Regions from separate parts of the Oryctolagus cuniculus genome. Here region 2 is linked to region 1. Evidence: chromatin contacts called from public Micro-C data. All regions are on one chromosome and are shown on one strand. The core of a region is the stretch at or near the end of the contact, and the rest is flanking DNA. Distances in the headings are between cores, read along the strand shown.

Evidence for each region. Hi-C and Micro-C count contacts between places; a contact is called where the count stands out from the background.
Region 2: a Micro-C map of ear pinna shows a contact between it and region 1, with 4 times the contacts expected there. The contact joins the promoter of RYK here to the promoter of CEP63 in region 1. A contact is called at or near these places in 2 of 6 Hi-C or Micro-C datasets (ear pinna and an unstated tissue).

Annotation. Positions count from the first base shown.
Region 1 is chr4:146,957,481-146,963,385 of mOryCun1.1, forward strand. It overlaps CEP63 (centrosomal protein 63), which reads right to left and starts at 2,943. Exons shown (of 13, transcript XM_070072799.1): 1 at 2,812-2,943. ANAPC13 (anaphase promoting complex subunit 13) reads left to right here and starts at 2,698. Exons shown (of 3, transcript XM_008266210.4): 1 at 2,698-2,902; 2 at 4,942-5,088. The coding sequence starts at 4,990.
Region 2 is chr4:147,177,486-147,183,313 of mOryCun1.1, forward strand. RYK (receptor like tyrosine kinase) reads left to right here and starts at 3,422. Exons shown (of 14, transcript XM_070072807.1): 1 at 3,422-3,862. The coding sequence starts at 3,625.

The DNA of each region.
Region 1 (5,905 bases), core at 1,693-4,192:
TATACAAAAATATGTCCATGAAAGGCCTTCTAAGAAAGGAAGGTGCCCACGTCTGGGTTTGCATGTGGTACTTTCTTTACAGAAGGGCAAACTCAACATTAGTAAAGCCAAAGCCTGCAAGGAGGGGTGATGAACAAGAGGGGGGGACAGGACACTCGGCTGCCCTGGACTGTGTATAGTTACTTGTTGTATAAGGCTACACTAGTGTCCTGCAGTGTCACAAGTCTCAAAACAAACGAAAAAACTCATCTACTGAGTGGATGCCACAGGACAAAACGGACTCATAGGCAGTAATTTTACTTTGTATATCACTAACGGCGGAAGAAACCGTAAGCACCATTCAGGAATCCTATTCTTAATATGAGAATGGTACTAGTAATTGGAAACCGTTATATATAATATATGACAAGAAAAAGAGCAGTCAAAGAATGTGAGGCCTGTATATTTCTTTCAAAAAACTCTAAGTCCTAACTGAACCCATGCCCAACTAAGTACAAGAAAACCTCTCCCACCCAGCCTGGGGTCTCTGAATGCCACCTCCCACCCATGAGAACGAAGGCTCGGTGGAGACCAGAAACAGATACGAGAGCCAGGAAGACGTTTTACCAGAAAGCTAGGAAATTATCACAACTACTGGTTGGATGAAATGATACCAACTTAAAAAATAATGGTTACAATATGCTGAAACAGCTTAACTATATTACAGTCTATCAGGTGCATGACCAGCACTTCTTTAAAAGGCAAAAACCCTCATGGTTACCTTCGGAGGTTGCTAGGCCACGAACTCATTACTGTATTCTGAAAATAGAGGGAAAGAATTAAGCAGTTTTTCTTGACTTTCCTGTACAAACTCTATTTCAGGGTAGTCAAATGGCTGACGAGGGCAAGTTCTTTCTCACAAGACTCCCAGCTAATACATGTTGAAGGAATGGCAAGATTTCGAAAAACTGCCACTTTGCAAGCAGAAACTTCGATAATGGCTGCAGGCGATCTAAATCCATGAAAGGCTTTCACCATTAGAGAGAGAGGCTCCAGGGGGAACTTCGCGATGAGCGGATTAGGCTGACATCTCAACCCTCACTAGACTTGGCTTAGTCTGTCACAAAACTCAGACACTCCTTCCTCGCTGATAATGCAAACGAATGCGATAGGAAGTACAATGTATCACCTATGGAATCTTCCTCCTCCCCCACCAAAAAAAAAGGTAGATTCTACCGCTGTTCAAAAGAACCTTCTGCAATTATGTAACAATTTTACAGCTGCACTGTTCAAACAGTAACCACGGGAGGAGCTGCAGCTGTACCAAGCACTATGCAATGCAGAACTGGACTGTGTGCTCTGCCATGTTAATCAGCGTACCCGCTGCAGCTGGCTAGGCGGAGGTGCAATTCCAGGGGACCCAAGCACACCTCGGGAGGCAAACAGGTCAGTGTAGAACAGCAGAAAGAGGCCAGAGAGCCGTTTGCAGGTAGGATTTAAAAGGTCTATCAGTCAAGCACACAGGGAGATCTCGGGGTGAGACCTGGGATCAACTACACACAGGGATGGGGCAGCTGAAGAAACCCGAGCCCCGCGGAGGCCCACAGTAGGGAATTCTGATCTCCACAGGTGTGAGAGTTCTGTGGCTTTGTGCAACTGCAGAAACCAACCTAGCTCTTGGGGGCGGAGGGGAGGGCTAACATAAACCAGAAATTCAATGCCTGCAACTTTGAGGTCCATGTTGCTTTTTGCAAGCCGACAGCGTGCGTGCGGAGCAGGAAGGTAGCCGTGAGAGTGGCCCACACAGAGGAGCGCGGGGACTAATCGACCTAAACAACCCTTAGAAGCGAGTTTATGAACTTGACTCGCACGGGCTGCAGAGGGCAGTGTCTAGGTGGTTACACATCTCTAGCCCATTCCAGTTTCAGGGCCTTGCTAACTAGCAAGGAGCTCAGCAGGAAAACCAAGGGCACCGCCTTCCGAGCAAGCGAACACAGACTCGATCACCAAGCTACATCCGTTAAAGATTCAGTATGCAGCCCGTGTCGCTCCTGGTTTCCTCTTCGTAAACTCAAACTACACGGGGAGCAAAACTGTGCAAACGCGGGGCGTCTGAAGCCGACATCGGGGGTCCGACCCTGGGCTCGGGGGAAGCTGCTTCGTGCAGCCCTAAACGAACAGGAGCTTCCGCCACTGTCCCAGGGCCGCCAGGGCACCGCAGATCCAGCCCCAGGAGCCTGGTCGTGTAGGGCGTTACTGAGCAACCGCTCCAAGCCATTTCCTTCTATGTGAATATGAACGTCGAGGGCGGCCTGCCTCCTCCAACCCCGCCGACGCCACCCTGCAGCCTCCCCGCGCAGGGAGCACTCCACGCAGCGGCGCCCGAGCCCGCGACCCCCCTCCGGCCGGCCTGCGGGCCACGGCTGACCTCCCCGCAGGGCCGCACGCCACCGCGGACTGGGCCACGGCCGCCTTCGCGGGGCCACAAGGCGTGGGCGGGCAGGCCGAGGGGCGCCCCTGGTGGCCGGCGGGCTGCTGCAGAAGCCAGTCCCGGGCCATGCGGCCGCGCGGCTGGGGGCACCAGGTTGGCCAGGGCCTCCGGACCAGGACACGCCCGCCCCTCGCAGGGGCCTAGGTCCCCACTGGCGGTTACCCAGCGGCCGCCGCGAGCGCGCCCGTGGCCTTCCCGTCGTTACCTCGGGACGGGCCCGCGCACGCGCGGCGCCGCCGATCTTACGTCCTCCCTCTGCCGCCGACACGTTCGTTCCGCCCACTGCCGCCTCACCCCCCCCCCAACCCGGACCGCCCCTCCGCGCGCATAAATGGGCTCACCCACATCCGGGGATCTGGGAGACGGGCGAACGGGTCACGTGGTGCCGGGGTGTGGCCGGGAGGAAGCGCTGCTGCTTTGGGCCGGGTGCTGGTAAGAGTTTCCTGCGTTCGTGGCGCGGGTCTTGGTGTGACGGGGTCGAGTGCAGCGGCCGCGGCCGATGCCTTCACCTCACCCTTGGAGTGTGGCGGGCTGGAAGGCCCTGACGTGGCGGCCCCAGACCTCCCCCTCCTGGTTTCCCCAGTTGGTAGCGCCCGCCTCGGGCCGGAAGCCGTGGTTGTGGGTTGGCCTTCCCGGTACGGTGGCCTGCGAGGGTCATTTGTAGCGCCACAGAAAAGCTGGGGTGGTGTTTTGTCTTTGATCGTGTAAATGCTTAGTCACAAAGCTTTGGGAGACAGAGATGGACAAGACGTGCCCCTGTCGCAGGGAAGGCACGCACTGTCTGTCTCCCTTGTTGGCGCCAGGCACGGCGCCCCCAGGACAAGTAGGGCTGGTTGGCACACTGGTCAGCGGTGGCCCTCTGGCCGGTGCGGAGAGTGGTGTGACGGGAATTTGTTGATCAGGGCCGGGGTTCCCGTGAGGCATGCAGAACGGAGCCTAGCCTTGCTGTAGAGGTGGTGATTTAATCCTGAGTCCTGGGTCTGGGGTCCGGGTCCGGGGCGGGGGGCAACCTAGCCCGGACACCATTCCCTGCATGCAGTGGGTTCACCTGAAGTCGCCAGACTGCAGGCCAGCGGGGAAGGCGAGGTCTGATGCAGAGGCGCTAGGGGCAGGATTTCAGAGCGGGAGAGTGGGACTGGGCGGGCGGTGTTTGCGGACAGGTGGAAGAGACCTGCTGGGGGATCCTGGTGCAGGATTTGCACCTGCAGCCAGACAGGCGTGCCCGAGCCGCGGGCCGCAGAGCTGAGCTCGCTTGTGTCTGGATGAGTCAGGACCGAGGTCTCCGGAAGCTTTTATAGGAGGGGGCTCTGCGAGGGCCTGGGAAAACCAGCAAAGGGGACAGACTGCACCGCATATAACTGCACCTGAGCCTCAGGAGCCCTGAAGACAGGCTCCTTCAACGAGTCGCCGCGTGGTCCTGGGCCAGCCTTGGGGCCCCACGCGGCTTGCTGGTAGCGGAAGGAGCGCCTTTGCCGCAGTTCTGCCCGTTCACCGAGGTTAGAAACCTCTCCGCACCCCGACGCGGGTAGAATTACGGTCCAGGGGTTAGGAGCCGTCTTGCTGTTAGGAGAGCAGAGGCCCGTGGATGGAGTGGGATCCCGCCGCCCGCCGAGGTTTTCTGTGTGCGCCTCCGCAGTGTCAGATGCCGGGAGGGCCTGAGGGCGCCTTTGGTCCAGTGGAGTGCGGGCCGTTGGGATTAACGTGGAGGAACGCTAGCGATGAGGGAACCTGCCAGCCAGGCCTCTGCATGAGGTTGCAGCTGCTCAGGGGACAATGAGGCTGGCAGGAGGCATCTGTGCACTGAGTGCAGCTGGGAGTGGGGAGATACCATGGTCCCTGAGAGGGGGGAGGGAGACACCATCGTCACTGAAGGGCGGGGGGGAGATACCGTGGTTACTGAGGGGGGTATACCATGGTCCCTGAGAGGGGGCAGGGAGACACCATCCTCACTGAAGAGCATGGGGAGAGGGGATGGGAGGGGAGATACCATGGTCCTTGAGAAGGGGGAGTGGGGAGATACCATGGTCGCTGAGGGGGGCGGGATGGAGATACCCTGGTCTCAGAGTGGGGGAGCAGCCTGGGATGCCCCAGTTGCTCACCTGGAGGTGCCCCTCTCGGAGCTCGGCCGGGCCACTGTTTTAGGAAGGAAGCAAGCTTTCCGACGCTCTCGCCGTCCCTGGCCTGAGGCCTTGCGGCAGGCCTGTCCTGGCCACGTCCTAAGGTGTGAGCTGAGCGCGTGCAGTGCGCTCCTGTGCTGAGGTTTGAATCGGGGCAGGTGCAGACGGATGGATGAGTCTGTCCAGAGGCGCTCACTGCACAGCGTTTGTCGGCTGACCGGGCGCAGGAACTCTGGTTTTTAAGTTGTCACTTGACCGCCTGGAAGAGGACCTCTTCCTGCCTTCACGGGAGGCTCGGGAATGCCTGGGCAGTGCTGGTGCTAAGTCCACATCTTTCCTGCCGTCCCGTTTCAGAAGGAACCCCTTGGCGTCCGGCTCCGCCGAGATCAAAGCCACGGGAACATGGACAGTGAGGTGCAGCGGGATGGAAGGATCTTGGATCTCATCGACGACGCTTGGCGGGAAGACAAGCTGCCTTACGAGGATGTGGCGATACCGCTGGTAGGTGGCGATGGGGCCCGGGACCGTGGCTGGAGGCAGGGTGTCCAGGGGCTGTACCAGGAGGGCAGAGAAGTCGGAGCCGCGGGGGCGTATGAGCGTCTCAGCCCCACAGAGCAGTGTGGTTCAGAAAGCGGAGGTAACCAGCACGGCCAGGGGTCTTGCCAGGGCTGCGGCGCCACCCTCCGGAGCCGTGTTCTGGCTGCCACAGCACAGCCGGAGGGAGACCGGACAATGAAGTGTGCCGGACAGACAGGAGCAGCCGCATGGAAGCTAACCGGGGCCCCTGCTTCCCTCGGCCCTGTCAGCTGCCGACGTTTCCAGAACACGCACCTGTCCTGCGTTCCCTGGGAAATACTCGTAAGGTGCCTGGCTTGTCTTCATAGTGACTGGGCCAGCGGGCTTCGAGGGCACTGTTTTCTGCCCTCAGTTCTAGAAAATGCTTCTGTCAGGTGTTAGCTGAGCCGCACGTAACAAGCTGAGCCCGCAGGTAAGTAAATGTGTATCAGGCCTACCAAGGACAAGGAGGCCAGGGCCTGGGGACTATGCTGAGAAGAGCGATTCAGAAAATATGAGTTAGAGGTTGTTTCCCTGCTGTTTGCAAAACAATGACTGTTCAGCTCACCCGCATTTTGATTTAAGTGAGAAGTAGTAGTAGTCCCATGAATGAGCCGCTTAGTTCAGGTTTAGGAATCGGTCAAAAAGTGGAGCAGACGGATGATCACAGCGAGTGTTTACGAAATGCTTTGCCTGAGGCTGGAGGCAGCCTTCACCCTGACCCTGCGAGAGGCCCCGGAAGAGAGGCGATGTCGGGCCCATT
Region 2 (5,828 bases), core at 2,172-4,671, 220 kb after region 1:
CTTGGGCCCCTGCACCTGCGTTGGAGACCAGGAAGAAGCTCCTGGTTCCTGGCTTCGGATCGGTCCAGCTCTGGCAGTTGCAGCTATTTGGGGAGTGAACCAGCGGATGGAAGACCTCTCTCTCTCTCTCTCTCTCTGCCTCTGCCTCTGCCTCTCTGTAACTCTGCCTTTCAAATAAATAAATAAATCTTAAAAAAAATTAAAGGCTATCACAGGGATGCAGCCAGCAGCCATGTTGGTTATTTTTAGCCATGGCCAGTAGTAAGGGGCCAAATCGGGGAAGCTGTGGTGTTTTGGTTTTTCATTGCGGAGACTGGGGTGGGAGGCTTGGGTGGTGCAGGCAGAGTGGCAGGGGGAGGCTGGTGACCTCAGCTCCTCCTTGCCAGTGATCTCCCTGCCTACACCCGAGTCACCCCTTCCCAGACTGCCCGCCAGCTTAGTGGCACAGTCGAGTGCCGGTCAGGGTTGAGGATTCGTCCTGGGGCTCTGTGAGCGCTTGGCAGGCAGGCTGAGCGTCTCTCCCAGTGGACACCAAACCAGCAGGTCTCGGAGCTTGTGCCAGAGTCCACACATGGAACCCTGTCATCTACGTTATCCATGCAGTGTCCCCTCTGTGCCACTGCCAACCACACAGCCCAGTGCTCCCACCCTGGGGCATCTCCAGGCCAAAGCTGGCCTTTCTTAGGACTGGCAAAGTAACGCATCCTGCTCATGGCGTTTTCCGGGCCTTGTGTGATATGGGTCTTGGAGGAAAGAAAGAAGGGCAACCACCATAACAAGCAGAGCCAAGAGCGGGGGCAGTGTGTGGAGAGCGGTCATGACCGTGGCCTCCATTTCTCCCAGTCAAGGAAACAGCAGGCTGAGGTCAGGGCTTCCCAGCATCTGTCTGGAGAGGCTTACTCAGAAATTTCACAGGTTGCCACCTACACTTTGGCAGGGGATGGAGACTTCCTGTTCAGGGATTAGGGTGCTGGGAAGTCCTTTAGGTGAGACCACCTGCCTTGTAGAGAGAGAGAGAGAGAGAGAAAGAGAGAGGGAATCTGCTCCTTTGCTGAGGATTTAATTAAGCATTAGGAAGTTTGTGATTTTAATCTTACTCCAAAGTTAATATTTGAGTATAGATTTGAAGGGGGTGAGAGATGAGGCCATGTGGCTGTTAGACAGAAAGCAGCAGTGCAAAGGTCCTGAGGTAGGAGGGAGGTGGGTGGCCGAGGCTGCGGCTCACTTGGCTAATCCTCCACCTGCGGCACAGGCACCCCAGGTTCTAGTCCAGGTTGGGGTGCCGGTTCTGTCCCGGTTGCGCCTCTTCCAGTCCAGCTCTCTGCTGTGGCCCGGGAGTGCAGTGGAGGATGGCCAAGTGCTTAGGCCCTGCACCCACATGGGAGACCAGGAGAAGCACCTGGTTCCTGGCTTCGGATCGCTGCAGCGCCGGCCATGGCAACCATTAGGGGAGTGAACCAACGGAAGGAAGACCTTTCTCTCTCTCTCTCTCTCTCTCTCTCACTAACTCTGCCTGTCAAAAAAAAAAAAAAAAAAAAAAAAAAAAAAAAAGGAGGGAGGTGGGGACTGGGAACTTCCTGATGCCTTCTGAGAACCTTGCCTTCTCTCTAGATGGACTGGGAAGCTGTGGGCAGATGAGGCTGACACGGAGCAGCATGGCTCCGACTGCTATGGGGGAAAGTGCAGTGCAGGCAGCGGCAGCAGCCCAGAGGAGAGATGGTGGAGGGCAGCCGTCCTTAAGTGAGTGCGCAGAAGCACCTGAGGGCCTTGGGACCACGGATTGCAACCGCTAACTTCTCCTTCACGGCATGATGAATGCACAGTGAATCTTCAGCGAGGCGCCTTGCTCCCCCACTGCAGGAAGCCTTGGCAGGACCGGGATAGAGCCCAGGCTCCAGGGCGGGGAGAGTGGTGCTCCTGAGGGTGTCTGGTTTAAGCTGTTGGGAGGTAACTGGAGATGAAACTTCTATAGACAGTGGTCATCAGAGGGAAGGGATTCTTTAGAACAACAATCCTAGCAACAGGTGTGACACCCACCGGGTCGTCTGCCTTTCCAACTAAACCCTGTTGGAGAGATTAAGTCACGTTCCCAACTTCATACGATTCCTAAGTAGCAGAGCCCAGCCAGGCTTTACAGCTCTGTGTTGCGGGCTGCCTCACGAAGTCAGGCAAAGGCAGATCTAGAAGCAGTCAAGAACCTCCGGAAGCTGGGAGCCCTTTCCAAAATGCAGGGGGCGTGCCACCCTTTTAATAAAAGTGTCTCCTACCTGAACCGGGAGCTCTGTCCAGAGGGCACCACCTCCGCCCCAGCCCCAGCCCCAGGCTCTTCCCGGCAGTTCCTGGGGCACCCTACCTCAACACTTTTGTGGCTTGTGTGGTTTCCACCCTCTTCCCAGCCGCCTCCTGCAGGATGCGGGTTCTGGGCTGAGAAGCTGAAGCTGGCTAAATCCGGGCCAGCCAAGATCTAAACTGTCACTTGAAAAAAAAAACTAAGTTCCGGAACATCTCTCATCAGTCGGGTCCTTCCCCACCTTCCAGGGGATAAAAATAGCCGTCGTGCAGGGCCTCACTGCGGAGAGCAACTGCGCGCCTAAGCCGGGCCTGGCTGGAGTGCAGCTGCTCCCGCAGGGGAGGCTGGGGCCAGAGGGGACCTGTCCCACCGGGCGGGGATGCTCGGGAGCTACACCGAGGCTGGAGGGAGGTGACCTACGACCGCGCTCCCCACCCTCTGGGGGGGCGGGGATGGACTCCCTGAGAGAGGTTATGAGCTCAAGTGCGCGCACACACACACACTCAGGTGCGCAGTCACACCTTTGCACTCTCCACGTTCTGGAAGCAGCTTTGGGACCCTGGCAAGGGTCGCAGATCCACAACTCCAGAGCTGCGTATAGACAGTGACGCAGATCGACTACAAAACTATTTCAAATCCGCAGCGTGTCATCATCTCCCTTTAGGGTGCTAAGATCTTTCTGGAAAACAAATGTATTCGATATAAACCCGCAAGAAGAGGCACAGAAATGCTGGGGTTGACCTCCCATGCCGTGACAAAGGGTGATTTCTATTAATCTGCGCTTTCTCACTACGCCGAAAAAAAAAAAAAAAGAGCCAGTTTTTCGTTTGCAACCAGAGAGGCCGCGTCCAGGCATTTCCGTGGACCTTCGGAGCGGCCGGGGTCTCCTTGCGTGGACCCTCCGTCGGGGGAGGGGGCTGCAGACGGCACAGCAGCCGGGGGACAACGCGGGGCGAGGACGGGCCCTTGAAGAGGGTGACCTAGGAGCCCTACGCCCGACAGAAGCACTTTAAAATGCAGGCGCTCACAGCTCGGATGCGGCCCGCAGGGAGCGGGCGGCGCGTGCGTGCGCGGCCCCGGGGCGGCGGCGGCGCGCACGGGCGCGCCTCCGCGGGCAGTCCCCCGCCGTGGACGATGCCGCCGGGAAGGCGGCGGCGGCGGCGGCGCGCTCCGGCGGTCTGAAGCGGCGGCTGGCTGCCACGGGCCAGCGGCGCGATGAGCTGGGCGGCCGCCCCCGGCTCGGGGCTGTGAGCGGCTCGGGGCCGGGGGTGGGCGGCGGCGCGGCGGCCGGCCGACGCTCCTCCTCGGCGGCGGCGGCGGCGGCGGCGCTGGCCATGCGCGGGGCGGCGCGGCCGGGGCGGCCAGGCCGGGGCTGCCTCCCGGGGGCCCGCGGCCTGAGGGCTCCGCCGCCGCCGCCGCCGCCGCTGCTCCTGCTCGCGCTGCTGTCGCTGCTGCCCGCTCCCGGCACCGCCGCCGCCGCCCCGGCCCCGCGGCCCCCGGCCCTGCAGCCAGCGGCCGCGGGGCCCAGCGTGAGCCTCTACCTGAGCGAGGACGAGGTGCGCCGGCTGATCGGTGAGTGGCCCGGGCCGCTTCCGGCTGCCGGCGGCTCGGTCCGCGCGGCGTGGACCGCGGGCGCCTGCCCTCCCCGCCCCCAGCGCTCGCCGCCCGCTCCTGGCGCCCGGTTCGCCCCGGCGGCCCCGGCCTCCGCCTGCCTGCCGTGCTGGCCGGGAGGTGTGGTCCCTGCCCGGCCCCCGCCCCGGGTCGGTCTCGGGGCCTCCCCTCTTCGCCCTGGCTGTCCCGCCACTGTGGGGACCCTCGGCCTCCGCCAGAGACCCGGATCCTGCCGGTGCCATCCCCCTCCACCCTCTGCCGTGCTCTCGGTGCAACTTTAGCCCCGGCCGCGCAAAGTTTCTTTGACCTTCCCCGTGCCTGTCATGCTCTAGGGCCCTGGATGGAGGATGCCTGAGAATTCACGCAGATCCTGGGTTGTGGTTTAGATGCGGGGTAGGCCACGCTCCGGTTGCTCGTGCTTTCTGGTTGCATGCTCTCAGCAAAGCGTGAGAGCAAGGGGACGTTGGTGGCAGCTTCTGGGTGCACTTAAAGATAGTGGGTGATTCCCCAGGTAGCCGACATCTGAGCCCCTTCTTGCTGCTCGTCTAGGATGTGACTGCTTCGTGTAAACACCTTGAAGAGAACGGAGAACTTGGCCTTGGGTCACCTTCACGACAGCGTTGTTGCTTTCTGGACGCCTGCTTTCTTTTGTGTATTAACACAGTCCCTTTATTTGGTCTTGTGGCGTGGTTTAAGGGAAGAAAGTTAACTCGCTTCACCACCCATTGCCTATCGCTTTTACTTATTCTTTTTTAAGTTGCAGGATTTTCTTGAGGTCTGCTGAGAAATGGAATTGCACGCGGCAGGCTGTTGAGACGTTTGTTACGTGTATGGATTTGTAGTTTTAGCTAAGGAGGTCGTCTGTGTTTTTGTAGCCTCGTGCCTTTCTTAATCCTCCTTTTAGGCTAGCCGAATTCGCTGAATGTAGTTTAGCCCAATTAAACCCATGGATTGGCTCAGTGCTTGGAACATAAGATTTAGGCTTAGGAAAAATAGCGAATGTTTGTAAATCAACTCACATCATATTAGAAAATATTCATGTGTTATGCATGCCTTGGTCAAGATGGAAAGAACGTGTATAATTTGTGAAGTTGTTTATGTGTGTTTCTTCTTTCCTGGTGAAGGGTGGAGGGAAGGGACAGAGGACAACCAGGGCCTGATGCTGATGGAGTGCCCATATAAACCTGCCCCTGCACACTTTATACGTGCTGTTTCCTTGAACTTTCTTGCTAACCAGTGAAGTCTATGTCTTTGTCCCCATTTTAGAGATGAGAAAGGTGAGGCTTTATGTATTTTGCTCAAGGTAAGAGTTCATATTTTTTTTTTTTTAAATGAAATGGTGACATTGGCTGCAGACAAAGTTCCATTGAATGAAAAGAAGATATTGTATATATAGAAGTTTGATTATGGCACGGAGAAAAAGAAATCATTGCTAACTAGTGCTTGAGGTGATGTGTTTGTTCCCTTATTCAAAGGGAATTAGTTTTCTTAGGGATATTTGTGGCAGAGGAGGCTCCTGGTTGATGAGCATCCAGTGTATGCTGGGAAGTGGACTGTGGGGGCAGAGGGGCTTGAGCTCCAGGACTGGGCTCTGTCCCTGGGGGAGGGGGACCTCTAGCAGCGTTTGCTGTATTTCAGATTCCGTTAACCTGTGACCCATGGCCGGGTCCTCTGTTTTTACCCCTTCCCTTCTCCCCTATTCCTTTTATCTGTAAAGTACTCCTTGGCTCCCCCTAGGTGGAGAGATCAGGTGCTAAGCTGTGTACCAGGCAGCCTGGGTTGGCAGAATGCATTTTTCCATGGAAGCTGTCATGGTGTTTTAAGACTACTTGAAATAGTACTTGTGCACCATATTTTTCAATCATTGTGATATGGGAAATCTGGTATGGGAAACTAACATTATTTTATGATATTCTATAGAGTTGCA